Linked DNA regions of Dromaius novaehollandiae: region 2 is linked to region 1. The links are chromatin contacts, called in public Hi-C maps. All regions are on one chromosome and are shown on one strand. The core of a region is the stretch at or near the end of the contact, and the rest is flanking DNA. Distances in the headings are between cores, read along the strand shown. Region 1 holds the start of CCN2 (cellular communication network factor 2). Region 2 has its middle 110 kb from the start of CCN2.

Region 1 (2,588 bases), core at 32-2,531:
CTCAAATTTCAATTTGCCTAATAAGATGCATTAAGCCTGTCTCTCTCATTAAACGCTGACATACTCCACAGGTCAAAAGCCAAAATGCAGGCATTCCTTGTGTTAAAGCAGAGGTCAAACAACATGACATCACTGAATATTCAAATGACACATGGGGAGGTGGGAGGAAGAACCATCCTTCGGGTTAAAAAAAGAAAACCACAACAGTTATCTGTAATGATTTAATACAAACCACAAAGCTTAGGTTTGGGGTTTGGTCAAATACAAACCACAATGCTTAGGTTTTGGCAGAACAGGGTGACATGCCAAGCTCTTCTTGTTGTAATCTTAGGCTGGATAATCAGCAAGATCAGGAAGCAGGGATGTGCTAAGAATGTGTTGCTCAGAAATGACAGCTGCACACAGGCAGTGGGAAAATAATAGCCATTTCTTCCATGCTTCAGACTCAGTTCTTTGTGCCAAATATTTCAGAGTAAATAGGCACTCTCTCTATTCATAGAGAGCATCTATTAGGAAAGGAACACATTACAAATATTCGGTATGATTCAGTAGTACACAGAGTCAATTTATATCCTGTAGTGTAATTATACCTTTTTTGGTAGTGACAAAATGCTCAGAATATTCATTGCTCAAAATCTGGTACTCCAAGGTGAAAGCCCTGCATGTAGGCAGGAAGGCCAGCCAGCAATCCTCCAAAGATATCAGCAGGCATCAATCCACCTTTGGAAGTTACCAGCATCTTGTACTTTCTAGCCAGGGGAGGGAAGAGGGGGGAGTGAAGAGAAAAAGGCAAAAAAAGGAAGAAAGAAAGAAAGAAAAATAAAGAATTCCCATGGTCCTTCCTAGCAACCATCCCCACCACCTCCCTCACCCCCTTCCCTCGCTGCAACCGGCTGCCTGTCACAGCACTAACGGCGTGTGCTAAATCGCACCCACCATCGGCCCGAATTTGTTTAGAAAAATAATTCAATATCGAGGAACAGGCTCCCCTCTAAGGGAGGGAAGGGGGGAGCAAAGAGCCGCCGGCAGCGGTGAGTCATATGCAAAAAAAAAAAAGATGATTAAAAAAATAAATAAAAAAGCGCCGGGGCGGGGGGGGGGATGCCGGGGCGAGCGGGGAGCAGCGCCGTGCCTGCGCGCCAGGCCGCGCAGACGGCAGGAATGCGGGAGGCAGGGGTCAGGGCCGCTGGGGGCGGCGCGGCGCGGGGCGGGGCGGCGCGGCGCGGCGCGCAGGAATGCGCGGAATGTCGCTGTTTGTCCGCGGCCCCATTGAGCCCATTGGCGAGCCCGCGCCGCCGCCGCGTATAAAGCGGCGCCCGCCCCGGCGCTCCGCAGTCAGCCGCACCGCCACTCTCCCGCCGCGCCGCACCGGGAGCAGCAGCAGCAGCAGCAGCAGCAGCAGCAGCGACAGCGACAGCGACAGCGTCAGCAGCAGCGCCGACCCCCGCCCGCCCCGCCGACGGACACCGCGCAGCGCCGCCGAGGAGAAGCGCCCGGCCGGCACCTCGCCTCGTCTCACCTCGGCTCAGCCCTCCGCCGCCGTCCGCCCGCAGCCCTCCGCCGCCGCGGCATGGCCCCCGCCAGCTTCGCCGTCGCCCTCCTCCTCGCCCTCCTCAGCCCGGTAAGTGCCCGCCCGGCCCCGGCCCGCCGGGCACGGCCCCGGCCCCGGCCCCGGCCCCGGCCCCGGCCCGCCGGGCACGGCGGCGCCGCTGACGCCGGCCCTCTCTGTCCCCCTCGCCGCCGCAGGAGGCGCGGAGCCAGGAGTGCGGAGGGCAGTGCCAGTGCGGCCCCGGGCCCGGCCCCGTCTGCCCCGCCGGCGTCTCCCTGGTGCCCGACGGCTGCGGCTGCTGCCGCGTCTGCGCCAAGCAGCTGGGCGAGCTCTGCACCGAGCGCGACCCCTGCGACCATCACAAGGGGCTCTTCTGCGACTTCGGCTCCCCCGCCAATCGCCGCATCGGCGTCTGCACCGGTGAGTGGGGGCCCGGGGGCGCGGGGGCCGCGGGAGCGGGGTGCCCGAGGGGCCGCTCCGCGCCGCACTGCCCCCCAGCGCTGCCACCTCACGCTGCCCTCCTGCCCTCGCAGCTCGCGACGGCGCCCCGTGCGTCTTCGGCGGCATGGTGTACCGGAGCGGCGAGTCCTTCCAGAGCAGCTGCAAGTACCAGTGCACCTGCCTCGATGGGGCGGTGGGCTGCGTGCCCCTCTGCAGCATGGACGTCCGCCTGCCCAGCCCCGACTGCCCCCACCCGCGGAGGGTGAAGCTCCCCGGCAAGTGCTGCGAGGAGTGGGTGTGTGATGAGGCCAAGGAGCAGACCGCCGTGGGACCCGCACTCGCTGGTGAGTGGGGATCCTTCCACACATGGCAGGTGGGACAGGCACCCTGCAGGGAAGACGATGGTAGTCAGGCTGGCTGACACGGGGAGGGAGGGGTGCAGCAGGAGCATGGTAGTGAGTGGGGGCATCCCAAAGGTAACTGTTGCTGCCTGAATTTCTCCAGAAAGGGAAGAGGGCCTTTAGCAGGGTAGGAGTGCAGATGGTGATCTCATCCTGTGTGTCCTCTGCAGCTTACAGGCTGGAAGACACGTACGGCC
Region 2 (2,588 bases), core at 65-2,564, 110 kb before region 1:
ATTAATGAGAAATATGATTTGAGAAAAATGTGGGGGAAAAAAACCTTGTAATTCTGCATTCAACTTCAAAAACAAATATCAGTTCCTACATTCAGCTTGCATTTCATAGAAAATCAATCAAGCCTCACAGAAAAGAAATAATGGAAAAGATCGTTATATTCAAATATCCACTAATAGGCAATTTCAGAATGTTTAGTAAGCCTTAGAATAAGAAATTACTGCTGATTAACTTCATAAATTCTGTGAGGATCAGCTGAATTGTGATAGGTAATATTGAAAAGAATTGCATAGATTGGGAGTGTATCTCCTTCACATTTACTCCTATACATTTGAGAGTAGCTGAAGTACACTCTTTTACCTGCTAGAACTAGACAGAGGTTTTGGTTGAATTTGTGAGTTGCTTTGGCAACAGCTAAAACAGTGGTTTTATCAATAAATTTAAAACCTGTGAACAGTTTTGCCCTGCGTAGGTCTTTGGGGTATCTTGGATGTGTACTGAATGGAGGGAACATAAGTTGACCCTCTCTGGCTTGGGATGCTACTGTTGGTTAAGCACTCCTGTGATGCTCTAAAGTATCTGGGGCAGAAGTAGCTCCCCAGAAAACCTTCAAACTGAGTACAGCCACTCCATATCCTGCCCTGAGAGCAGCTCTGGCAGAAACATGAGTCAGAGACATCTGCTCAATATCCTCAACTCCATAACATCCCCTCAGTCAATTCTTTTTAAAGCAAGGTAGAAAGAGCTCTTCTGGAGTTTCTGAAGAAGAAGAAAAAGAACTAGCAACTAGCTAGCTGAAGCAGTTAGGGGAGCTATGAGTGTCCCACCAAACAGACCACTAGATGAACAGACTGTTTCCCCATAAGTATTTTAAAGAATATTTTTGTATTTTCATATGTTCTATAAACAATTTTAAATGCAGTGGAGTTCCTGGGGATGAAGGGAAATGTAAGAAGTGAGCTGGGTGGGAGCACAGGATGAGGGAGGATGTGAAAGACGAGCTGTCTGAAATATGAAGATTTTAAGTACTGGCGTGTCTGGTTATTTGAGTGTCCTTAGCAGTCAAATAATGAACCTTCATGTTTTGCCTTTCTGGATCTGGCTTACTTAGAGAAATTTGTAGGCATTAGGGTCTGTCTGGAATTAGTTCCAAGATCTTTTTTTCCCCTTAACATTTTGCAGCTGAGGCAGCCTTGTGAAAAAGAAGCTTTGAAGAGAAACATTACCAAATATGTCTTTTCTCCTGCCCATATCTTCTGTTTCCACAGGAAAGGAAGGCAGACGCAAGCAGACCAATGAAAACGCAGAATATGTTGCCGTCACTGGAAGAGAAAGCAAAGCCCTGCCTGAAGCCCTGTTTGCAAAGAGGAAGCAGCTGAAGGTAACAGTGTTTGTCAATAAAAGGGACGCTGTTGCCTTGACATTTCTGCCTGTTCTGTAAAGGTTTTGCTAAGTGCTTCCTCCCCTCCAGGCCCCTGGCCAGTCCTGGCTGGCCACCTCAGAAGATTGTTTTGCTTCCCTCGGCTGCTCTTTGCAAACTGCAAACAGCAAAGTCTGTCTGTTTTTTCCAGGGGACGCCACTCACACAAGCAGAATAACAGAGCCCTGCGCCTTTTATGCTTCCTGCCAGAGCCTCAGCTGCAAATACAGCCACATAACCTGCTCCTTCCTGTGTGTTTCCAAAGATTTTAGGTAATCATAGCATGAAAGTGGAGCAAGAGCTACTTGTTCCTTTCTGTTATTATTACTATTCTGATACAAAATAAAATTATTAATAATATTTGCACATAAAAGCCTTGAGCAGGTGAAGTCTGCATTGTGCTAAGATGCATAAAATAAAAACCAGTTCTTGCCGCAAATAATTTGCAGTACTGCTCAGTGTTGTCCACTCCAAAAACTTTTTCATGTTATTTTTTCTGAGAGTCCAAGCCTCTGGAGTCATAGCTATTTAAGAGTCCTGACTTATAGGTACTAAAACTCCTCACTCTTTCCTCAAAAGTTGCTCTGTGAGCTTTAAAACAAATGAACCAAGCTTCCTAAGGAATCATTTCCTTTGTCCCTTCACCACCATTCCCTACTATCTTCTCACTCCCCTTTTTCTGTATGCTATGATAGCTATACCAGTTTGAGATAGTATGAGCTATGGTTAGTCCAGAAATGCATAGATGCTGCTTTCTTATCTAATACTTATTCTGACCAAATGGGTAGTGCTGCCAAACAAACCCCATGAAGGCTGAACTCTGCCTACCTCTCCTTCCATGAGGAATTCATCCCGCTTCTTCACTTTTTGACAAACAGACAGGTCAGGCCAGTCACATGATAAGCCATATTCCTTAGGAAACCAGACAAAACTAATTCTAGACCTTTTTCATAGATAGGGAGAAAATCTTGAAATTGTGGCTATTCTGTTTCAGAACAGGAACAGATCTGTATTATTTGGATAGCAGGGTTCTCCTAATGGTTCCCATGTCAACAAGTAAATTCCATTATGAATAAGGAAATATTCTGCTTTTTCTACTGTCCTTTTCATGACATTAAATTGAAATACAGTTGACATCGAGCAACAGGTGAAGTCTTGACCTCCACAGAG

What was found. A called contact is a pair of places that touch in the nucleus more often than the background predicts.
Region 2: a Hi-C map of liver shows a contact between it and region 1, with 4 times the contacts expected there. The contact joins the enhancer-like site here to the promoter of CCN2 in region 1. A contact is called at or near these places in 2 of 4 Hi-C or Micro-C datasets (liver and ovary).

The regions. Positions count from the first base shown.
Region 1 is chr3:61,973,264-61,975,851 of bDroNov1.hap1, reverse strand. It overlaps CCN2 (cellular communication network factor 2), which reads left to right and starts at 1,281. Exons shown (of 5, transcript XM_064508986.1): 1 at 1,281-1,621; 2 at 1,747-1,969; 3 at 2,083-2,334; 4 at 2,562-2,588. The coding sequence starts at 1,571.
Region 2 is chr3:62,085,092-62,087,679 of bDroNov1.hap1, reverse strand. No RefSeq gene overlaps it. Among named protein-coding and RNA genes, the nearest start is that of CCN2, 110 kb to the right of the region's middle. Within about 2 kb of position 1,314, at least 2 of the 2 cell types and tissues checked have open chromatin away from gene starts, as enhancers often do.